2 separate regions of the Oncorhynchus mykiss genome follow, and region 1 is linked to region 2. Evidence: chromatin contacts called from public Hi-C data. All regions are on one chromosome and are shown on one strand. Each heading gives the region's core, a stretch centred on a gene start, on an enhancer-like site or on the middle of the called end of the contact. The rest is flanking DNA. Distances are from core to core; before and after follow the strand shown. Region 1 has its middle 17 kb from the start of LOC110496350. Region 2 holds the start of LOC110496349 (thioredoxin-interacting protein).

The links. Hi-C and Micro-C count contacts between places; a contact is called where the count stands out from the background.
Region 1: a contact with region 2 is called in a Hi-C map of blood, with 5 times the contacts expected there. The contact joins the enhancer-like site here to the promoter of LOC110496349 in region 2. A contact is called at or near these places in 3 of 3 Hi-C or Micro-C datasets (blood and liver).

What each region holds. Positions count from the first base shown.
Region 1 is chr18:44,468,324-44,471,363 of USDA_OmykA_1.1, reverse strand. No RefSeq gene overlaps it. Among protein-coding and RNA genes, the nearest start is that of LOC110496350, 17 kb to the left of the region's middle. Within about 2 kb of position 1,418, at least 7 of the 11 cell types and tissues checked have an H3K27ac peak or open chromatin away from gene starts, as enhancers often do. A contact at or near this core is called in liver, where this site is marked.
Region 2 is chr18:44,427,500-44,430,592 of USDA_OmykA_1.1, reverse strand. LOC110496349 (thioredoxin-interacting protein) reads right to left here and starts at 1,388. Exons shown (of 6, transcript XM_021572190.2): 1 at 884-1,388; 2 at 284-359; 3 at 40-187. The coding sequence starts at 1,139.

The sequences.
Region 1 (3,040 bases), core at 169-2,668, 41 kb before region 2:
CGTGATTGGGAGTCCCACAGGGCTGTGCACAATTGGCCCAGCGTCGTCCGGGTTTGGCCGGGGCGAGGGCCTCATTGTAAATAACAATTTGTTCTTAACTGACTTGCCTAATTCAATTTAAAAAATACTTCCTTTCATCCAAGGTGTGGAAAGACATGTGAACAGCACAACTTCCTCAGACGTTTGCCTGAACTAACCAGTTGAGCAGCAGATGTTGCTTCAGATAAGGTTAACTTAGCATTGTATTGCCTATGGTCATGTGGATTAGCCTGAGCTAAGGAGTACAGTTCCTCCAAAGACATAGTTGCTGCAGTCTACTTGGCTTTCAGTTCTGAAAAGCGCAGCCTAAATTGAGTCATGTTAAAAGACGAGTTTCACATCACTAAGCATGTAGCTCATTTGTGCCTTCGCATACACAGACCTAACCCCTAGCAAAGATGTCCCCTCCCGCTATTGTCAACGCAACTCAGCTTGAGCGGGCGGCCTTCACATTCATAAGTTCAGTATGGGAACCATAGAGCCACAGCCACCGGTAAACAAAGGCAAAGCTCTGTGGGCCTTTCTATTCGTGGTGGCAGCCCCACCTACTGTCACATACACAGAAGGAGTGAAGGCGACGGTGCTCCTTTGTCGGTTGGTCACACCACCATGAGTTCTGTTTTACACACCTGCATATCTCATCCGCTCTTTCTGCCGAATGACTCTTCGCTGTGCAACGTGTTTTTCTTGGAGGGAAGTCGGTATACTACACATGTGTGGCCCACGCACAGTTGTCTATAGATTGCACAGGATTGTTCTGGACACCATTTGTTTTAGGGTGAAAACGCCGCTTTTTCAGGGGCTCTGGTGAAAAATGTATTACATAAAACTTCATCCTGTGATCTTCGCTGAGTTGGTTCTGCAGTTATGATACTGCTGGGGATTCAACTGTTCTCATGTAACTCTTTTGATTGAGGGAAATAATGTCATTGAGTTTATGATTAAACGTCACCAATTCAGTTTCATCACTTTATTGTGCATTTTATCCACTGTCAATACAGAAGAGATTTTATTTGATTACTTTATTACCCAATTTGAGATTGAACCTAAATAGAGGAGGACATGCAAACAAAGAGCCTCTTGACTGATTCTGAAGAGTTTGTCGTCAAAATCACAGAATGCTCCTTCAAAACAAGGTTGTGTTAATTTGGCACCAAACAGAAAGGGAGTACCTGGGCTGTTGAGAGCAACACAAACGTTTGTTTTCCGTGGCAAAATATTTTCTGTTGCGTGTCCCCAATGAACATAACCGTGGACTTGTTCACCACACTCCTTCCATGGGTATCCCACTTTCTGGAATCGAGCCATGCTGCTCCCCCTTGAATCAGGGTCAAGGGACGTAACCAGAGAAGATTCTAGGGTCTGGCAAAGCAGGCGACAATTTACAGCTCTCGACAGCCCCTACATTTGAACTGCCTACAAGAATGTCAGCCTTATGGAGTGGAATGGCCTGTGGCAATAGTGCTGGCAACCCTTTTCACAACAAGCGACACCCTCCGGTTTTTACAAGGGCACACACTTATTTCTTTGTCCACAACCTAGTGTTTGAACCGTATATAGGTTAGTCCCTGTTACCCTCTGTCCCCTACCATGCTCGTCCATTTTCTCAGTGTCTTCTACTGGGTTTATGTTTGGGTGCTATCTCAAAACATTTGGGAAAATAATTGGTGGTTATTGATGCAAGCCTAACAGTGCAATAAGGCATGCTAAAAAAAAAAGGTGAGCAATATCGCGTTTCCTCTTTTAAGGGCGGAAGTGGTATTGCGGTTTGCCTTTTGTTTATGATGGGAGAGAACATGGCTGGAACATTGTGTGCTGTGTACTCTACTGAAACTTTTCATGGGTGGGTGTCTGCAGAGAAAATGAACTCTTAGAACAATAGACTCATCAAACTTGTGTGTAGGGACAAGCAATGGAAAGTGCGTGTTAAGAGTGTGATAGTGCAATGCATCTGACTGTTTTACTCCATGTGTCATTGTGTTTTCCCAAGGATATGGCACAATATTGTGCGGCTGCAATGCTTCCCTAGCTTTGCTATCACAACTGCTTTCCTTAGCAAGTGACTAAGACAACACATGTTTGCCTCCTCTGATCAGATGTAGTAGATTTGTACAATGCTTGTTCAGTCAAATCTGTATCTGATGGTGCAATTCCACCATAATCTGCATGGGGGCAGTATACTCTTCTGAACTATGTTCAAAACAGTTCATAGGAGGGGAACTTGTTGTTTATCTCACTTTCTCCCGCCAACCATGGAAACAATGTGAGGTTATGCAACACATGCTGTTCTTTCTTTACTTAAAGCAATAACCATCATATGCAATCAAAATAAATGCATTGGCTGCAATATCTGTAGCTATGTCTGTACAAGGACGTAGGAGCATCCAACTCGGGCTGTAGCTGAGGTTCACTTGAATTATTTGTTACATTGAAGAAGTTTGTTATTGTGTCCTTCATGTCCCGTTCTGTTCACTCAGCACACCGTATGTTTGTGTGCGTGGCAGTGCACAGGTGTTCATAAGCTTACCATCAACTTTGTGGAGGTTAGGGTGAACGTCTCTATTGTTAAACAGTTCATTGATAATGAGACTGACGAGGGCAATCGGGATGTGTGTGTGCGTTTTGTTTTTTGGTGCTTGCTAATTTGTTAGTTTGTTTGAAACTGTACCATACAAAAGATCTACATGAAATCCTGGACAACATGAAAGGACACCCTGTATTTGTACCTCCTATTGTAGCATTGTAGTAGTGGCACAAACTGAGACTACACCATGCCAGGGCAAGAGCTGTTTGAGTGTCTGGTATCATACACAGAGTATCCAAAACATGTTCTTTCCATGACATAGACTGACCAGGTGAATCCAGGTGAAAGCTATGATCCCTTATTGATGTCACTTATTAAATCTACTTCAATCAGTGTAGATGAAGGGGGAGACAGGTTAAATAATTATTTTTAAGCCTTGAGGCAATTGAGACGGATTGTGTGTATGCCATTCAGAGG
Region 2 (3,093 bases), core at 139-2,638:
TGCAGTTCAGGCTTTGTGATAAGTGAGAGATGAACTCACCAGCAGGTCTGGGGTGTTCACGTCCAGGGGCTCCTCCACCTCAAAGTGCTTCTTGCACTCCAGGGCAGGCTGAGCAGGCCTCTCCATCAAGGCCTTGACAAAGTACTGGACATAGCCAAACTTGCCCTTGTAGGAAGACACAATCTGCCTGTGGGGAAACAAAAAGATAAGGCAGAGCCACATACAGAGGAAGCTTTATATTGTATTGACTTACTAAAATACAGGCCAATGTAAAGAGACTTACCCTTGCTGGGGGAGCTCAAATCCAAACATGTACTCGTACTTGTTGCCAGGTCTTAGGACAACTGATCCATCATGATCTGAAATTGTTAATAAAGTGTTTTAATAATGGTGATTTGCCTGATTAATCGAAACGGCAAGATACAAGGTTGCTTTAAAAAAAAAAAAAAAAATTTAGCCTAGTGTTGGAGGTTTGCCAAGAACACCATGCTACCCTCAGCCTAGTACTGTGAAACAGATGATGTTTTTGACACCTCAGAATGGGATTCCCTGTATACACTCCACATATACTGCTCAGCCACTGCTGCCAGCAGCTTTTGCATAGGCCAGTCATTCATTCCATGGAATTCAACTCTGAAGTCAATGACTACCGAAGTAGGAGACACTTTCAGTTTAAAAAACAGCTCATAACTGCTAGGTAAACTAACTTGATACTTCACATGAATCTGTAATTTGAGCCTTACAGCGACAGTCACATTTGAAATGCATGTAATAATCACAAACTGATCTTCGTCGATTATGCGTATCTACATGGCTAACGTTACACTTGAAAATAAGTTATTCATCATATTGATTTTACGGAATAATTCAATGAGGATCTTACCAGCTGGGTGGTCAACAAGTTGAACAACTTCTTCGTATCTCAAGTACTCATTCTGCTCTCTGCATTTCTGCTTTCCTTTGGCATATTCCACTTTGGCGCATCCAACTCCGAGTACCCTCATAGCCGAGACTCTGGTCACCTCCGCTACTTCCACCACGATCCTCCCGGCTACTTTGTCTCCACTGCAGTAGAAAGCCTTGCTAGGATCGCTGAAAATGACCTCGAACGTCTTCACTCTCTTCGGCATAGCAACCATGTTTGCTATTTAGTCGATATCCAAGTCTAATAGTTACACTGCAAGAAGTTCAGAGTTATTCCAACTCCAAATCAATGTTTTGTTGTTCAATAAGACGGTCAATATAATTAATTGATTGATTGAGGTTTAATGAACTACGACTGTGAAGCAGCGCAAAAATATTGCTTTCGTGTAAGCCTATCCAAAAATATCTCCAACCTACTGTCAAGTTAACTTTAGGAGCTACAAACAAAGGAGGAAGGCGCAGCTTTTATATGAGGAGGCCAGCCAGTGATTCACCAGCGTTGTTGATCACTTCAGCTGAGCATGTGGAAGCAGAATGCACAGCATGGCTCAGCGCATGAACATCGATGTTTGTGTCGTCTGTAACCAATCAGCGCCCGGGAACGGCGCGTGGACACCTCGTGGCTGAGAAGATAGAGCGAGTGCTCAGCAGCTGTCACAGAGGAAGGGTTTATGGAGGAGTGGCTAGATTCTTGTTTGTAGCTTTTTAGTCTGTGGTCTTTTGGAGAACGAAATTAACTTCACAAGCCTGGGACAGGAAGGATAACTCTTAAATATATGAATTAGTATAGGTTTTTTTACAGCCCCGTCGAGGTACATTTTGTTCAGATTTGACCCTCCTGGGAGTGGATAAAGAAGTGTCATGGCACTACAAACTACACTGAGTGTACAAACAATTAGGAACACCTGCTCTTTCCATGACATAGACCAGTGATTCCCATCTTTTTTCAGTTATTGTACCACCAACGGAATTCTGCTCTGCCCAGAGTACCCCTGAAGTATCATCTCATGTGCATTTTACCAGTAGGCCTATGGTCTCATGAGTCTTCTCAAGTACCCCCTGTGGATAGGCTAAGTACCCCCAGGTACCCCTGGTTGGGAAACATTGACATAGACTGGTGAAGGCTATGATCCCTTATTGATGTCACCTGTTATTAAATCCACTTCAAGCAGTGTAGATGAATGGAGGAGAGAGGTTAAAGATGGATTTTTAAGCCTTGAGAGGAAACAAAATCAAATATTATAGGTCGCATACACGTTTAGCATGAGTTATTAAGGGTGTTGCGAAATGCTTGTGTTCTTAGCTCCAACAGTGAGCTATATATATATATATATATATATATATATATATATATATATGTATATACACATATATACACACACCTACTCATTCCAGGGTTTTTCTTTATTTTAAATATTTTCTATGTTGTAGAATAATAGTGAAGACATCAAAACTATGAAATAGCACAGGGAATCTTGTAGTAACCAAAAAAGTGTTAAACAAATCTAAATATATTTTATATTGAGATTCTTCAAAGTAGCCACCCTTTGCCTTGATGACAGCTTTTCACACGCTTGGCATTCTCTCAACCAGCTTCATGAGGTAGTCACCTGGAATGCATTTAAATGATCAGGTGTGCCTTGTTAAAAGTTAATTTGTGGAATTTCTTTCCTTCTTAATGTGTTTGAGCCAATCTGTGGTGTTGTGACAAGGTAGGGGTGGTATACAGAAGATAGCGGTATACCAGGTCAATATTATGGCAAGAACAGCTCAAATAGCAAAGAGAAATGACAGAAAGTTTCTTCAAGTACAGTCGAAAAAACCATCCAGCGCTATGATGAAAATGGCTCTCATGAGGACCACCACAGGAAAGGAAGGCCCAGAGTTACCTCTGCTGCAGAGGATACGTTTATTGGAGTTACCAGCCTCAGAAATTGCAGCCCAAATAAATGCTTCACAGAGTTCAAGAAACAGACACATCTCAACATCAACTGTTCAGAGGAGACTGCATAAATCAGACCTTCATGGTCGAATTGCTGCAAAGAAACCACTACTAAAAGACACCAATAAGAAGAAGAGACTTGCTTGGGCCAAGAAACATGAGTAATGGACATTAGACCGGTGGAAATTATGGTGTGGGGGTGCTTTGCTGGTGACACTGTCAGTGAT